Linked DNA regions of Danio rerio: region 2 is linked to region 1. A link is a contact called in public Micro-C data. All regions are on one chromosome and are shown on one strand. Each heading gives the region's core, a stretch centred on a gene start, on an enhancer-like site or on the middle of the called end of the contact. The rest is flanking DNA. Distances are from core to core; before and after follow the strand shown. Region 1 holds the start of btaf1 (BTAF1 RNA polymerase II, B-TFIID transcription factor-associated). Region 2 holds the start of mrpl14 (mitochondrial ribosomal protein L14).

Region 1 (4,280 bases), core at 648-3,147:
AACTGCAATAAAATACCAGCACATTTTCCATAGTGCTCTTTTTGTTTGCATAACGCTTACAATTTTTCTCATTATACAATTATTAACATGTTTTACGTTTAATTTCTAGATTCATTAGATGACACATTTAAAATATGTAGCTAAGAAATAGGCAACTAATGGGTAAGTTAAGGTAACTTAAACTATTTGAGAAAACCGACAAACCATTTAAGTTCAAAAACTAATCTAAATGAGTACTGTGAACTTAATTTGAGTAAATGAAGCAATTTGAGCACAGTAAAACCCAATAAATGAAGAGAACTCAAACCAGCTGAGTACTGCAAAACCCAATAAGTTAAGGCAACTCAAACCGCTTGAGGAAACCGATTGCTACAAACCATTTGAGTTAAAAACTAATGTATACGAGTACTGTAAACTTACTCCATTTAAGTTGAAGTAATGAGGTATTTAATTAACTCATCACCTTCAACAATGAGTTCAAAACTCTTTTCAAATGAGTAGAATTAATCGATTTCGAGTTACCTACACTCATTTCATTTGATAAAACTGACTGGTGGGTTTTTGCAGTGTACTAACTTTTTTTTTGGAGGGGCCAGTGAAAATTTTGGCAGGGCAAGTAAATAATTGAACCACTGGCTCGGTTGGGCCAGTAGAAAAAAATCATTAGCGTTGAACCCTGCTCTATACAATGAACACAATGCAGTATTATTCTAAATTTGATTATTCAAATGATGTACCTGACTACTGTTTTATTCCTCAAAACACCATAAAATACAGTTGATTTCATTTGTATCTTTAACTCAGGGTCTATGCATCCCCAGAAAATCAAGTGATTCTGTTCACACACTGACATCAAAAGATCTAGACTACATTAGGTTTGTTTATGAACTAACTAGGCATTATTAGTAGTAATAACCGATGTGTGATCAACATGGCGCCGCCCATGAGGAGACGAACCGATCGGATCTATGAAGATACAGGCTTCCAGTATTAATGAATCCCTTAATGTGTACAACTTTAATTACTTAAAAATAAATAAATGATAAAAATACACATATCCCAGCAGGTTTCCTCACACCATCCTGTCAGAAGCGTTACATAACGGAACAATAATCTACCGCATCAACTGAAGAGATGGATTAGGAGAAATGAGAGCTGCCTTAATTCAGTCTGTGTCTTTAGCTCACTGACAAGAGCCCAGCCCGGACAAGGATGACACTGCAGGGTTAGTCCACTAATCACCCGTGGATTTACACATTAACCGGAGATTTACCAGGATAAAGTGGAACCATTATGACAGACCACAAACTGTTGGATTCATAACGCACAGCCCGAAATGTAACCCACTATGATATATTGCACTAAAATAACACGGTTAAATGTACTGACGTGTCATATTTTGTAGGTTGTTTCTGCAGTGTTTGGCTGGGAGGTAACTTAATATTATGGTTCCTTGTTTTAAAATGTTGACCGAGCTCAACTGACAGACGCTTTTACTTAACGATAGGATGGATAGCATGTCGTTAAGTGATAGGAATGAGCAAATTGAAGTGTGGAGTGGCATGGTTGCTGGAGATGAGGTATTATCCATAGACTCACCTTGAAACGGCCATGTGTGAGCTGTTCGGGGGTCCGGGTTTGTGTCCGGCCGAGGGTTCGGGTTCAGGTTCGGCTGCTGCTGACCGACGCGTGCGCGGACAGGCCCGAAATCTCGCGCACTGCCTCAAAATCCGCCTGCTCGCTTATTAAATATTTCCCACAGCGCCCGAAGACGCTTGAGTAACTCCACGCCAGCGTACAGATTGATTCAGCCCTCCGCACTTCCCCGAAAACGGTATTTTAATCGAACAAACGGGGAGAAATAATTTTGTAGATCACAAAAGAGAAGCCAGGCGGCTGGTTTTATATGAGGAGCCATCTTGCATTTATTCCTTCCTCCATGGTAGGCGCGCTGTGATTGGTTACATGGGCTCCGGCCGGCCAATCGCAAGGCACTTTGCAAAAGGAAGTACACTGTAGGAGAAAAAAACATGGTCCGGAAACACGGGTTTTATTCATCTTCTTTTCAGTAAAAATATATATAAATATTCATATATGCTGAATATAAAACTGTTTTTGTCGCTGTTCCACATTCGCATTCGACCAATTTAATAATAAAACTTGCATCAATGTCATCCTCTATAAATAGCAGTCGAAAATCCTAAAAGACAAGTATCAACTTCAAGATGCTTGATTAAGAAGTGCACTTAAAATTATATATCACGTTCATCCTGCAAAATAATTTCTAAGGTTTAAAGTCAATATTGGTGACCAAATATTTACATATTGAAACAATCAGGGGTGGGTTTAGTGATTTGGGGCCCGAAGCAGTTCCAGCCATGGGGCCCAACAGTCCTAAAACAAAACCATTTGTACTGTATGAGCATTTTAATAGCATTCATGCATAAGAAATAACGATTAATTTAATTTAATCATCTTTACAATAAACACAATGCAGCATTATATTAAATTTGATTATTCAAATGATGTACCTGAAAACTGTTTCACTCCTCAGAACATCATAAAATACAGTTCATTTCATTTTTATCTTTAGCTTTGGGTGTTATCATAGTAGGCCAGCCTGGTGAAATGGTGGTCCTTTTTTTCTCAAAAAGTGGACCTTTTTGCAGTTATACGCCTCAGTTTCTATTTAACTATGAGATTTAAATTCTGCATTTTAGTGATTTTTTGTTTTGCTGGATTAGCTAGTCAGATCTCATCATAACCACACTTTTTGATGTACTAAAATATTTCCTAAAAAATTGCATAAAAAATTTAAACAAGACTCATTTTTAAAATACAAATTTATTACATCATTTATCATTAGGAAAAAATTGCAATCTGTTAAAGTTTTAAAGTAAAAAAACTGTAGCCTACTGTCATTTATTATGCAAAAAAAAAAAAAACAAAAAAAAAAACTGGTCAGCACATTCAACTGTCCTCGGTCACAATTTGGCCATTTCATTAAAAAAGAATTAAAACATAATAATAATAATAATAATAATAATAATAATAATAATAATAATAATAATAAATTATTAATAGTAATAATTATTATTATTATTATTATTAATAATAATAATAATAATAACAATGAATTCTTCAGAATTTATCTGTTCTCTTTGGTAGAAAAAATACATTTGAAAATTCCTGGATATCAACATTAGCCAAAATGTATTCAAATTAATTTAACATGGTCTGCTTCTGGTGCTTCACACCTTTTTGTTGCTCATTTTTATTTCAGAAATAAGGTCCAAATTTAGAATAAAGTTCCCTGTAAAATGTTTTCTCTGTTTAAAAGCAATACAGTTGTGAAAGAAGACTTCTCTTACATCAGATCATAGTCGAAGCAACAGCCGACAGAGGATTCCGTTTGGTCTTAAAACCTTTTTCGATGGATTATTTTCATTATTTATGATGGCATAGCAGTCAAAATATAGGACAAATGAACTTCTATATGGGACAAATTCTGGACCTTTGTCAGTGAGGGGTGGGTCTTCTGAACCACACGAACCCCTTTCAGGCCTGAACATTTGGAACACATTGTTTAATGCTTATAGTAAGCCTGTTTTTAATAGGATTTTGGCTGTAAAAGCGCACCTACAGGTGTTTCAAGCGCAGGTCAAATTTTCTCTTGGTCAAAATTTATTTTATTTATATTAATTTTGTCTAAAAATGATAAGACCTGTCCAGTTTCATCTGGAATGCATCCCAGATCACAGTTGAATGTGCTGGCCAGTTTGTTTTTTGTATAATAAATGACAGTAGGGTATAGTTTTTTTTTACTTTAAAACTTTACCAGATTGCTATTTTACCTAATGATATATGATGTAATAATAATTTTTTTTTGTTTTAAATTTTTCTTTATTGCAAATTCGTAGGAAATATTTTAATACATCAAAAAGTGGTTATGATGACAGCTGACTAGTTAATCCAGCAAAAAAAAGTACTGCTTAAGTCACTAAAATGCAGTATTTAAATCTAATAGTTAAATAGAAGCTACAGCGTATAACTGCAAAAAAGTCCACATTAGAACCAACGCTTTCATCAGGCTGGCTACGGGCCTGTATATTGAATATAAATATAATATATAATATAAAATCACATAAAATAATTAAAAGGACAAATGCTGGACCCCCCGAGTTCGGGCATGATGTAGTGGGGTAGCAAGTGACATGCTATTAGGTTATGTGAACCTGATGCTAGATGGCGTACTTGGCCAGTTTATCAGGAGTTTTTCA
Region 2 (4,280 bases), core at 715-3,214, 140 kb after region 1:
GGCCCGGATGTTGAGGAAAGGAGGCGTGGCTTTTGAACACGCCTAGACCAGCTAACCATCTTTACACCTACTCTCACTTTTTTATTAACATTATTATTATTTTATTATTATTTACTATCAGGGGATACAAAAACATATTAGATCAGGCCCGTAGCCAACTTTTTTGCAGGTATTTGCCTCATTTTCTACTTAATTATAAGATTTAAATACTATATTTAGGTGACATTTAAAACACATTTTTAGCTGTGGTCATCAAAATCATATTTTTTGATGTACCAAAAACATTTCTTAAGGATTTAAAATAAAGAAATATAATAGAAAAAAACTTAATTCTATAATAATTTTAAAATACAAATGTATTACTTTGTAAGTCATTAGGGGAAAATCAATCTGTTAGAGCTTTAAATTAAATACTGCATATTAAGGCGAAGTAAGCACATTCAACTTTCTGGTCAGAATTTGGCCATTTGAATAATACTTTTAAAAAAAACTATCTACTTACTAATTTCCTTACTTTTTTCCTGATCTACTTCACTACTGCTTTTTCATATATTTATTATCTGTTTATTGTCCTGTCTCTGTAATTCTGTTGCACTGTAGAAGCTCTGTCACAAAAACAAATTCCTCGTATGTGCAAACATACCTGGCAATAAAGCTCTTTCCGATTATGATTCTGTCTGATTTTTCTAGCCTATCTTGTAAAAAGTGCATTTGAAAATTTATGAATAACAACACTAGCCTAATAAGTATTAACATACATTTTTAAGCTTTAAAATCAACTTTTGGTGCTACACAACTTTTTACTGGTCTTTATTTCTTTCTATCAAGAATAAGGTCCAAGATTTAGAATAAAAGTTACTTGCAAAATGTTTTTAGTATTTAACAGCAATACAGTAGGTCAGTAGTGAAAGATGACTTCACTTATGCCAGTTTGCCTCTCTGTCTTAAAGTCCTCTTCAATGATTAATTTCCACAATTTATAATGGCATAGCTGTCAAAAGAGGACAAATGAGCTCATGTATGGGACAAATTCTGGACCTTTGTTAGTTAGGAGTGGGTCCTTTAAGAAACAAACAAAAAACAAAGTAAATCATTAAAATGGTTGTTATTTATGGATCTGATTGAAAAGCAGAAAGTATTCCTTCAAACAATTGCATTATCATTATTTTTTCAGTAACACATGAGTTTTAGCAGCTTTCTAACATATCTAGAAATACTCTCTTAAACACTACAGAACAGAAAGCCTTTAAAACTGAACAGATGTGTATTTTGTCATTTCTTTAGTATATTGTTTATTTCAGATGCTTTTTGTGTTTACGTATTTATTTTGTTAATGTAGGCTGAGCGCACTTGTCATAAATTCCTCATCCTAAATTTAACCAGTAAATTTAACCCTAAACCTTTCAACTTTATAATTGTAATTCCAACTATTACCATCTTTCACCAAAACAATGAACCTTTTCTCTAAACAAATGCCACTGTAAGTTAAGATAAGACATTAATTGTGTATATAACCAAATACTGAAGTACACCTTTTCCTGCAAAATCATGGTAAAAAATGTAATTTCTTAATGTTTTTATACCACATCATAAGTATGTGTTACATTTCCAGTCCAATGATGACCCCTAGCTGTTGATTTCAAAATACAAATGTCATTCCGCTGTGGCGACCCCAGACTAAAAGCCGGAAAGAAAATGATTGAATAAATAGATATTTTCCACAATGATGCCTCTTGTGTCGTCTTGTTATCATTTGGGAGAAGCCTGTCTCATTTCTAGTAAAAAAAAAACTTATTGGTTGAATAAAAGTGACTTTAAGTCAGAATTTGCCAGGGGTATGATGAATAATTTGGGGTTTGACTGTACTGTATGGACTGTAAAGGTGTGTCCTCCAGTACTGCAGGTGGCGCAAATTAATAAGCTCGATTCAATAGAAGAAAAAGACCAAACGTCGCTTTGTCATGACGCAGAGCCGATGTGTGCGTGACATTGGTGTGGGCTGTGAATGAACTGTTCAGGTATTTATCGTTATTTATACAGTATTATTTTATAAATGCACTTACCAATGGTTATATAGATGCTTGAGTTCATCTGCATGCTTTCAGTGGTAACCAGAAGGAGTGTAAACCTGATGCTTATTGCTATAAATATTGAACTCATTAGTCACAGGATGCTCTTGTCACTATTTTTGACTTTTCTCTTGTTTTTAGTGTGTGGTCAGGATGGCATTGTCGTTATCCGGGCTGATTTTGCCCAAACTGATGCAGCAGAGGGCTTTCAGGTGAAGTATTTCTACAGTTTTGAAAGAGTCCACAATCATATGGTGGAACTATCGCTAAATATTGTAGTGTAATATAATAACTTGCCTTTTTTGAGTTATATTATCATTCATAATCATACATTTTATGTTCATATTTATATATACACACTACTGGTCAAATGTTTTGGGATCAGCATGATTTTTAAATGTTTTTAAATAAGCTTCTCCTGCTCACTAAAGCTGCATTTATTTAATCATAAATGCAGAACACATTGTACAATTGTGAAATTTTATCGCACTATAAAATAACTGTTTGAAAGTAGTTTATAATTTAATAATTCATTCCAGTGATTTTAAAGATGAATTTTCAGCTTCATTACTCCAGTCATCAGTCTCATGATCATTTAGAAATCACTCTCATAATAATAATTATTATTATTGTTATTAATATGTTATTAATGGTAATAGTACTAAAAGCAATAATAACTGGAGTAGGTTTTTTCATTTAATGTCGCCTTGATAAACAAAATAACAAAAAAAATGGGAAAAAACAAACCCCGAACTTTTGTTGACCGGTAGTGTATATACATACATGCATGCATAAATGTGTGTGTGTGTGTGTAATTAAGATTATTTACTAGCAGTGAAACTATGATTCTTTAAAAAACTCATCATTTAAAACGCTTTATATTTAAAATGCTTGATATAAATGATACCTTTGGGTTTATAATTATTACAAATATATAAATAAAATGAATAAATGTAATGAAAACTAAATAAACTAAATAAAAAATAAATTTTAAATATATTACAATGCTAGACCTATTATATAGTGCATGATAATAATAATAAACAACAAATACAATTATTCAGTAAAAACATGTCAATAATTTAAAAAAATACTATCTGCAAAATTTAAACTAAATTTTTTCTTTTTTTTAAAATCATTTTTAATTTGTTTTTACCCCCTAACATTATACATTTGGGTGTAATCTTTTTTGGACTGTTATTGTAAGCTATTTTTTTTGCATATTTGGCATATTTTCAGTGACTAAACTAATGTATATGAAAAAATATATTATTGTAAAGCATTCTGTAGAAATAATTTAATTTAAAAGATAGATTTGTGAGGGGTGTACTCATATGCTGAGCACTGTATGTTTCTAAATATTTATTTATTTGTATATAGATATAAACTATGTGTGTGATACAAATTGTATTTACATTTATTATATATTACAAATTTAATTATATATAAAAAAAATTATTTATATATTACAAATGTAATCAATACAAAATTATTTCTCTAACAAAATTGTTTCTATTTCTGTGCAATAAATCTTTGCCTGGCACTACAATCAGGGTGCAAATTACAGGGGGGTTTGACCTCCATAATTAATACTTTATCCCCTGAAAGACATCAAAACAAGATGTATGGGGGTTCAGCCCTTTTATAGTAAGAAAAAGCTTTCTCTGATCTATATCTTAAATAATAATAAAAATGTAGAATATAAACATAAATTTGATTGCCCTATAACCGTTTAAGCCATTGCGAATGCATATTAGGAAAAATTGAATTTAACCGTCTGAAATTTGCAGTTCTAGAGCACCGATAGACAACTTAAGTATTCACAAAACACATTTTCTGTAAAATACGTGTTTATGCAGCCTAAAAAAAGGAAAAATAGACATAATTTGTATAGTTTGACCTACAGTAACTAAAATAGTTACTAAATATCCTTCAAAACACTAAAAACATAAACATTTTATTAACAAAATTAGATGTAATTTAAATACATTCACTAAAGCATGTATTACCAAACTACGACTGAAAAAAGATCCGTTTGTCAATGTATAATTCGCACACTGACCACAATAAACCATTTTAAGTTCTCAGACATGGTTTTGTGCACTCTCCAATGTTGATGCTCCATCTAAAACCATTCAGCTATAAATGTGATGCATTTTTATTATTTAGCTTAGGAACTGTAATGATCTGCTGTGTTCTCAACAAATACAC

The links. Hi-C and Micro-C count contacts between places; a contact is called where the count stands out from the background.
Region 2: a Micro-C map of caudal fin shows a contact between it and region 1, with 8 times the contacts expected there. The contact joins the promoter of mrpl14 here to the promoter of btaf1 in region 1. A contact is called at or near these places in 3 of 18 Hi-C or Micro-C datasets (caudal fin, hematopoietic stem cells and an unstated tissue) and 1 of 4 datasets of contacts at active chromatin or transcription factors (gastrula embryo).

What each region holds. Positions count from the first base shown.
Region 1 is chr13:46,116,197-46,120,476 of GRCz12tu, forward strand. btaf1 (BTAF1 RNA polymerase II, B-TFIID transcription factor-associated) reads right to left here and starts at 1,898. Exons shown (of 38, transcript XM_005169532.6): 1 at 1,600-1,898. The coding sequence starts at 1,613.
Region 2 is chr13:46,255,424-46,259,703 of GRCz12tu, forward strand. mrpl14 (mitochondrial ribosomal protein L14) reads left to right here and starts at 1,965. Exons shown (of 3, transcript NM_201147.2): 1 at 1,965-2,018; 2 at 2,211-2,281. The coding sequence starts at 2,223.